2 separate regions of the Gossypium hirsutum genome follow, and region 2 is linked to region 1. The links are chromatin contacts, called in public Hi-C maps. All regions are on one chromosome and are shown on one strand. The core of a region is the stretch at or near the end of the contact, and the rest is flanking DNA. Distances in the headings are between cores, read along the strand shown. Region 1 holds the start of LOC121207986 (early nodulin-75). Region 2 holds the start of LOC107896054 (ethylene-responsive transcription factor 1B).

Region 1 (4,739 bases), core at 398-2,897:
TATGCTAAAAACCAGAAAGAATTTGATAGAGTGCGAGAACCAGATTGAAAACGGATAGAGAAAAAAAGGAAGGAAGGAAAGTTTCAAATGAGCAGATCAATGGTTTTGGTGATAAAAGCTTTCGTTGGAAAACTTTAACCGTCTTTAAGAAGAAATGGGAGATTGATAGACAAGACGGGCATCAGTGTTCTTTGATTGGGCAAAGTTGCGGTGATAATTATGAGCTTCTAGACTATTCTTATTTTATTTTCTTTTTAGAAATTCTTTTTAATTCGGGCCATTTTTTAATTTTGGGCCTTCTCTTCTGTTTTAGTTCTATTATCTGTTTTGGACTATATGTTTTATTTTTTATTCATATTTTAATAAAGCCCAATCTGATTATTAGTTTTAAAAAAATTATTTTTTGTTGACCAAATTATTTTTTTGTGAAATAAATATAGAAAATTTTAAAAATATTTTTTGTAAATTATTTTGAGTGAAATAAACTAAGCCTAAAAACAAAAGAGAAACGCATGTATAATAGTAGCTTTTGAAAGCTGAAATAATTTGCTGGAATTATATGTTTTGTTCAATAAATTAAATCCCTTGAATGCATTCCAATAAGCCGCAAGTACTATTATATAAATAAAACATAAGAAACTTGATATGGGTTAGAGAGTTCAAATTCTAATAGTGTTCTCAGTACCGATGGGCCTAGACAATGAATACTCCAAATTCAAAGTTTGCGTTATGGATCCACTAATTTCATCAAAATAATATATTCATATTTGGGGTAGACACTAATAAATATTATTCAATCTGGTCCAACCAATGAATCGATTTATCTGAAAAACATATACCATAATATCTTTCACGTGTTAAATCCAACTGTTATTTTCTTTCTTTCGTACTCTTCCCCTTTTCCCATAACCCCATCCAGCGGATGAAAAAGGAACACCTATCATTTTCAGAAGCTTATCATATCTACAGTACTATGGATTTCGTTTTTATAGATAAACTTAGTGGGAATTCTTTTAACATAATCTATAATCACATATTGATAATGTTTCGTGACTCAAATCTGTACTTATTTTATGACAAATTTCTGCAACTTTCCCACAGTTTCAAATGTTCATACCATTTTGTCAACGACATCTCTCGACAGCTTTAACCAATTGCAATTTAAAAAATGTGGAAAACTTTTTACCCCTTTGGGTTTTTTCTTATGCCATGACTTCTAATTCCTCACAAATTTTATAATTTAATTCTCACCCCTTAAAATTATTTCTGGACTCATCCCTGTTAAAGGTATTTAGCTTCTCACGAACTGACTATATAGCATGTGATCCCATTAGAATGTCAAAAAGCAATGTAGATTCAATATTTCACATTGAAAATCCGCAGAACCATGTATGTCGCAAAATTCTTGCCACGTGTTTTTCACAGAAGTTAAACTTCAATGTGTCATGATTTTCACAGTAGCAAATTTGTCAAAAATTTCGACTCCACATGGGACCCAAAGTGCGACTCAACACCGCACAATGTAAACGGCAAATACAAAATTGCATGTGTGGTGACGTCATAAGTCTAGCTTTCCGTCCACTATAAAAGGGCAGCAAATGTTATAGTTTGTGAGGCACAACAAAACCGAGAGATATATTCCCAAACATGTCTAAAGCCTGCTTGCTTTTGTTTCTCGTTGGAGTGGTGGTTTTTATCATCACTCCTTCTCTAGCTAACCAACATCATGGTAATGAGCTTCCCAAGGGTAATGGTAGGAAGCCTTTCCCAGGTGAGAAGCAACCACAACACAAGCCATTCCCCGAACACCGACCACCAATACACCGTGGACCTGGCGGTAAGGGGGAGGAGCCACCACATGGAGAAAAACCTCCTCATAGACACTTATTGACTGTGGAAGTTGAGGACACACATAAACCTCCACGATACTCAGGTGGTAAACCTCCAAGACACTCGGGAGGTAAACCTCCACATGTTGAGGGGTTCCTTGCTGGTAAAGCACCCATGAAGCCATTCCCTGGTGACAAACCATCTAAGGGTAATGAAAAGGGAGCACCTCATGAACCTAAACCTCCTCATAGACACTTATTGAGTGTGGAAGTTGAGGGCACACATAAACCTCCACAACACTCAGGTGGTAAACCTCCACGACATTCAGGGGGTAAACCTCCACATGTTGAAGGATTCCCTGGTGACAAACCATCCAAGGGTAAGGGAAAGGGGGCACCTCATGAACCCAAACCTCCTCACAGACACCTATTGAGTGTGGAAGTTGAGGGCACACATAAACCTCCACAACAATCAGGTGGTAAACCTCCACGACATTCAGGGGGTAAACCTCCACATGTTGAAGGATTCCCTGGTGACAAACCATCCAAGGGTAAGGGAAAGGGAGCACCTCATGAACCCAAACCTCCTCATAGACACCTATTGAATGTCGAAGTTGAGGACACACATAAGCCTCCACAACACTCAGGGGGTAAACCTCCACATGTTGAAGGATTCCCCGACGGTAAGCCACCCATGAAACCATTCCCCGGTGACAAACCATCCAAGGGTAAGGGAAAGGGAGTACCTCATGAACCTAAACCTCCTCATAGACACCTCTTAAGTGAGCCACACAAATATGTGATACCACCCAAAGGTAAGGGAGAGAAGCCTCCCCATGAGCAGAAACCACACCATGGACACCACCCAGGGCACCATCTGGGAATAGAAAATTAAAGCATAAATCATCCTAAGGTTCCCATCAACCTACAGTTAGAAGATCATCATCAGCGTGTATGGTAGGACTATTTTACTATAGGAATAACAGTTGATGTTGATTTATCCTTTTATTAGTTGTGTAGCTATCTAGTTACGTATATTTTGTTCCTGGCTTGGAGGTTGTGCCGTGCCTACCTCATGACTATGTTGTTTTAGAAATTCCAGCCTCATCTATGGTTCGACATTTTATGATATGAACTCTATATATTAACTAGTTTGGGATCTTTTGCTTTCTAAGTTTATTTCACCTATTGAACTATCTAACAATATTTTAAACTGGTGTGATTTTGTCAATTTATTCCAAATCGCTATTTAAGTTTTTTTTATGGGAATAAATTATATAAGTCATATCTTAAAAAAAATTTATTTTAAATAGTGAAGTATTATGAAACCCAATTATTAGTAGTATTAGCTTGGGAAAACATGAAAACAATTATTTAAAATCTTGGCAGAGCATGCAAATTCCTTCTTGTTATAGATGAAATTTTCACATCATTACATAGCAATATATGAAGAAAGGAGGTTTAATTTCTGGCCATTCAAGAATGCCACTTGGGGATGGATGAGAAGTGTTGAAAAGAATAGAATTAAGATACTAATAACAATAAAATAGATTAGTAGTTGGATCCACTGTGAAATTTTGAAGCTTCTTTTGTCTATTAACAATGGTATGGTCTCTATTATCAACCATTAAGTGGTTAGAAAAACTGAATTGATGTTATCGTACCAAAAATCTTCTATATATAACAAATTTACGATATTTTTTTAATAAAGTACGAAATGTTCGATTCTCACTATACTTCTACCTCTCATTTTATTTTTATTTCTTTCAAACAAAAATTATCTTTATCATTCCACTTAAATTTTATTCTTGGTTACATTATTAAATACATTTATACATTGATTATTTATTTTAAACTTAAATATTATCTATAATTTATAACAAATCTTTTTAATTGATAAAAATATCCTTATTTTTAATCATATTACTATTTTCACATTTAAAAATTATTATAATATTTAATTTAAAATTATAAAATTTAAAAGTTGAAATAAAATTAAAAATTAAAATAATTATAATTTAATAGAAGTTGTGATAATTATACATCTAAAAATAATTAGAATTGTTAATTAAAATTTTTTATGGAAATAAATATTGAAAAACTTATTATTAGTGAACTGCAATACAATATTTATAGTGCATTGAATACAAAGAGTTGAATGTAACTAGCTACATAGCCTCAGTTGCAACTGTAATACTGTTTAACAAATCTAATAGAGACTAATTGAAACAGTTGGTTAGCTTTAACAATTATCTGCTCTAACATTTCCTAGGTTCTTCCAACTTTCTTGAATCTTCTCTTGCTTTAGTGGGAGATAACTCTCCAAGCCTATGCTTAAATGTAGGAAACCAAGTAGGAGTGACAGTTTTAGTCAAAACATCTGCTACTTGCTCTGCAGAGGGAATAAAATCAATTAACACTCAACTTGCCTTCCATTACCTTCTCTCTGATAAAAAATGAATATCTAGCTCTTCATGTTTCATTTTAGCATGTTGCAATGGATTTTCTTCCATAGCAACAGTAGATGTTTTGTTACACAATTCCATAGGTGTAACTCCCTAAATTTGGTCTCGAAATCTAGTTGAATCCATGATCGTCGGAGTGACTTGCTAAATCAATCACTCAGTCATTATAAAGTAAAACTTAAATTTAAACACACAAATTTTAAAAATAAAATAAAATCATTAAATACAACTCAATCAATTAACTAAGAAGCTCTAAACTAAAACCAAAATAACCGATTTAACAAAATTAACATATCTTAAGCACATGCCAAGTGCTATAATACAGGGGTCTTTATAAACTAAGCTGATAAAGGAGGAGGAAGAAGAAGATTTTATTCAAGTTGTTCGACTCGATAAAGAAAGATTCGGATCTGACCTAAAAAGATGAAAATAAACAGATTTAGGA
Region 2 (4,211 bases), core at 1,385-3,884, 460 kb after region 1:
TTCTCGATGCATAAGTTGATTTAGCAAAAAAAAAAAAAATCATAAACAACCGTTACAAAATTCAATCAAATTCATAATTAAAATATATACAAATAAAAATTATATGTAACGTGACTTAAATTAAAATAAAATTTTAAAAATTTATACATAATTTGTACAATTTAGGATTCGAACTTAAAATCTCATATTTTTTATATTTACTATAAATACTTTCAATATAATTGAATATTTTATATTAAAAGATCTCTGTCACTTTATTTTATTTTTAAGTAATTAAAAATTCAAATATAATTACATTTTCACACACTATTAAGGTTTATTTAATATAAGGCTTGATTATTTTTTATATGAGATAAATATAGCACTTATTTTATGTCACAAGTTATTTTTATATAATAAATTAATATTATTAAATATGAGAATATAATTTTAGTTTTCATTTGATAGTAATTCAATTTAATTGCAACTGAAGAAAAATCTAAAACGCAAACTCAACAAACTTTCAAATTATTTGCTCTTTGGATCTTTCCTGAGATATTGTCAATTACTTTATTATTATTTTATACATTTAATAATTTTAAACACAATATAAAGAAAAACACTGTAAATATGACCATTTTAAAAATGATAATATAATTTATGTACGTGATTGAAAATATATAAAAATAAATATATTATATTCGTACAACTTACCAAAAAAAAAAGAAAAAGAAAATACGACATGCTAATATATATATATATATATATATATATTTGAAAGAGATCTAATGTTTTCATTTCTATTAAAAAGTATATTTTTCATAAAATCTAATATTTTCATTAAACTGAATCCCATGTTCCATTATTGACAAGTAATTTGAATGAAGTTGCCTTTCGGTTTACATCTAGCCTATAGATAAAATTATTAAGAGCTACGTATCATAATTCTAGAAGTGTCTTATTTAAGTATATATTTATTTGTAAATCATAACCTATGTATTCATATACTACTTATGTTCTTTTTATGTGATAATCATGTATAATTCACCATATATTTATATAACGTTTAAGAGTATTATGTGAGTTTAATCCCAACAAACAACATCTTCCACCTTAATTAGCCATATATATTGATTAATTTATTACAAATTTACATGCTATTTAAGTATCAATTAAGTTGATATCACTAGTATTATAATAATTTATATGTAATCAAATCAAATTAAGGGGTTTGAAAGGTATGAATAATTTAAGATTTGCATAAAAAAATTTATAATCTATTGATATCCACATATATTTATGTTTATGTTAGAGTATAAGGGTGATAATGCGAAAGACATTATTCTCTTTGAATATTCTGAATACCTATAATTTTGTACTCCAATCTAAAGAGCTAATCCCTAAATAGACGAAATCATTGCATTTGAAAAATTTTGCATAGAGAAACTCATATCTGTTTAAAATACATATCTATTATTATATTTACGTATTTTATTGAGTTATTATCACTCTCAACTAAATTTTAAATTCAATAATAAATTTACCAAAAACCTTTTATTATAATCGAGGTTAATTTTGTATTTTCATATAAAATCTAAAAATATACTTTTGCATACTAAAATATTAAGAATAAATAGAGATGAACAATAGTATATGTTGGTGTGAATTAGTAAGGTGTAGCAGTTTGAGCCAAAAGTTGTTCCAAGTAATCTGCACCTAAATCCTCAATCACCATCACATTGTTTATCCTCACATCTCTTTCCTTCTTACTTCTACCGGTCATTTTCCTTCTCATAGAATGTGTTCTCTTTAAAGCCACCACTGGCGAACACCCTTCTTCTTGGTTACACTTCATTTCCTCCAGCGACTCCCTCACTCTTTCCACCGGAAAGTTGAGTATGGCGGCGCTGCCTCTCATAGCAAAAGCGGCTTGATCATAAGCCAGAGCAGCTGCCTCTGCACTCTCAAATGTTCCAAGCCATACCCTTGTCCCATGTCTGGTTGAGTCCCTTATCTCCGCCGCGAACTTCCCCCAAGGCCGCCTTCTTACTCCTCGGTAACACTTTTCTTTCGTCGGACTACCCTTTTCCGTTGAGCTTGATGTTTCCGTTTTGACCTCGGTGAGTAGGCCATACAAAAGCATCTCCTCGGAGTCGTTTTCGTTGAAAGGAAGAGAGTTGTGGTTGAACGGAGAAAATTCCGACGACCCGAATGATGATTCCGATGAGGAAATGGAATTTGGGGACTCAAACAGGAAAGAATCCATTGATCTGCTCTGTTTTTTTTTCTCAACTCTGTTTTTTTGGTGCAAGTGTAGGGGGTTTAATGCAGAGCAGTAGTTTAAGATTTGGCTCCTTTATATACTTCAAATTAAGGGAGGGAGGAATTAAACGTAAAATACGACAGCGTAAAAAGGTTTAACAAGCGGCAAGGAAGATGACGTGGCATTATTTTATTGAATATTTTTAAGGTTAAATGAACACGGGGTCAATTGGAGCAAGGCGGCTAAGTCAAAGAAAGTGACGTCACTACATGATCTCAGCTTTGGTTGGGGATGGAGCTACCATGGGGTCTTGTCCACGTGGATGATGGTGACAACTCAGCTTGGCAGTTGGAAATAACGGTTTATATTATGTGAATAAAAATTTGAAAAAAAATAAATAAAAGAAAGTCTCCTTTTTTTAAGTATTACAAGTAGGATACAAATTTACGTGATAGTGAAAATAATTATCAAATTATTATAATACGGATTAATCAAGTAATTATACAATAAAATCAAACAATTTCAAGTATAAATAAATTAAAAACTACCACAATTCAGATTAAAGTTAATAAATTAGACTAAAACTTAAACATAATAATTACATACGGTGAAACTTAAAGATTATGTATGTATAATAAATCTCAAATTTAAATATTGAAGACTTAAAAAACTCTGAATTTGCCAACTAAATCAAAATATTAATGATATCTTTTTTTATTTAAAAAATATAATTTTTTTTGAAAATCAAACTTAAAATTAATATTAATTAAAAACTTCAAACATAATTTTTTATCACTTAATTCATAATTAAATATTCACCTTTTTTAAATATAATATTTAATTTGCATTGCTAGGAATGGATATTCATTTTATTTATGGTTGTTCAATGAATGGAGGCAAACATGCAAAGGACTTAAGTCACACATGTCCCGACAATGAAAAGCACTATCTGTTTAGTATCAATACTACCATCTATTTAGTGTCAAATTCCTTGTATATGGAAATTGGAAAAAAAAAGAAAAGAAAAGACATAACTGCAAACGCTTCATCAGGTTGGATTGAATTAAGATGTTAAAAATAATTAATTATTTAAATTTTGATTAATTGAATTCGATCGTCTATGCTCATATTTATATATTTTTGTTAATTTAAATAAAATAATAATTAAATTGAATTAAAAAAATATGTATATAATACATAAAAAACAAATAAAAACAATTTATTATAAATTTGATTTCAGTAGTAGAGTTAAAGATCAGTCTATATTTTAAACCGACAGAATTTTTTTTTCAAAATTAATTTTTCGAACCTAATTTCTTTTTATTCAAATATTTCTTAAATATTGAATATAAATTTGAGTTTGAACAAATAGCTTGAGCATTACAATTTTTATTATATACTGTTTAAATTATTTCTAAATCCCTCAAACCTTAAACTTATGCACTTAATCGTATTCCAATTTATATTGCTGAAACAATAACAACATCAATGGACGATGACAGGTTGAGTCGTCAATCATACAACGCTTGTTTAGTATTTCATTATCCCCCGAGCCATTCACGGAGGAATTGAGGCAAAAATAGAAAGAAGGAAAAATTTGTTAAGTTGATATTAATATACGACATCAATCTTAATTTAAGTGTAAACATGATGGATTCTCTTAATAAAAGTCAAGATGACCCATGACTGCAAATTGAAACGTGGATTGAATGTTTAAATGAAAGGTTTAAGAAACTCCATGGATCCTTCACTCCACAATATCTACATTAATTCCTTGGGAGTTTAATAACGAAAATGGAACTTGTTAGTACTCTGATTCTACCATTTCTCATACAGTTGAAACTAGAAACTGTGTTCCAGCCGCATTTTGGAATTTTACTGTGAGCTCTAGAAAACGCATTAAAATTTTTGAGGTTTATAAAAAATATTTAGGTTTAAAAAACACTAAAAATTTGAATAAATCTGAAAA

Evidence for each region. Hi-C and Micro-C count contacts between places; a contact is called where the count stands out from the background.
Region 2: a Hi-C map of leaf shows a contact between it and region 1, with 2.3 times the contacts expected there. The contact joins the promoter of LOC107896054 here to the promoter of LOC121207986 in region 1. A contact is called at or near these places in 2 of 34 Hi-C or Micro-C datasets (both in leaf).

Annotation. Positions count from the first base shown.
Region 1 is chrA10:33,753,192-33,757,930 of Gossypium_hirsutum_v2.1, forward strand. LOC121207986 (early nodulin-75) reads left to right here and starts at 1,648. Exons shown (of 1, transcript XM_041078527.1): 1 at 1,648-2,724. The coding sequence starts at 1,648. The coding sequence ends at 2,724. LOC121208488 (a long non-coding RNA gene) reads right to left here and starts at 207. Exons shown (of 4, transcript XR_005903553.1): 1 at 1-207.
Region 2 is chrA10:34,213,534-34,217,744 of Gossypium_hirsutum_v2.1, forward strand. It overlaps LOC107896054 (ethylene-responsive transcription factor 1B), which reads right to left and starts at 2,635. Exons shown (of 1, transcript XM_016821204.2): 1 at 1,548-2,635. The coding sequence starts at 2,245. The coding sequence ends at 1,646.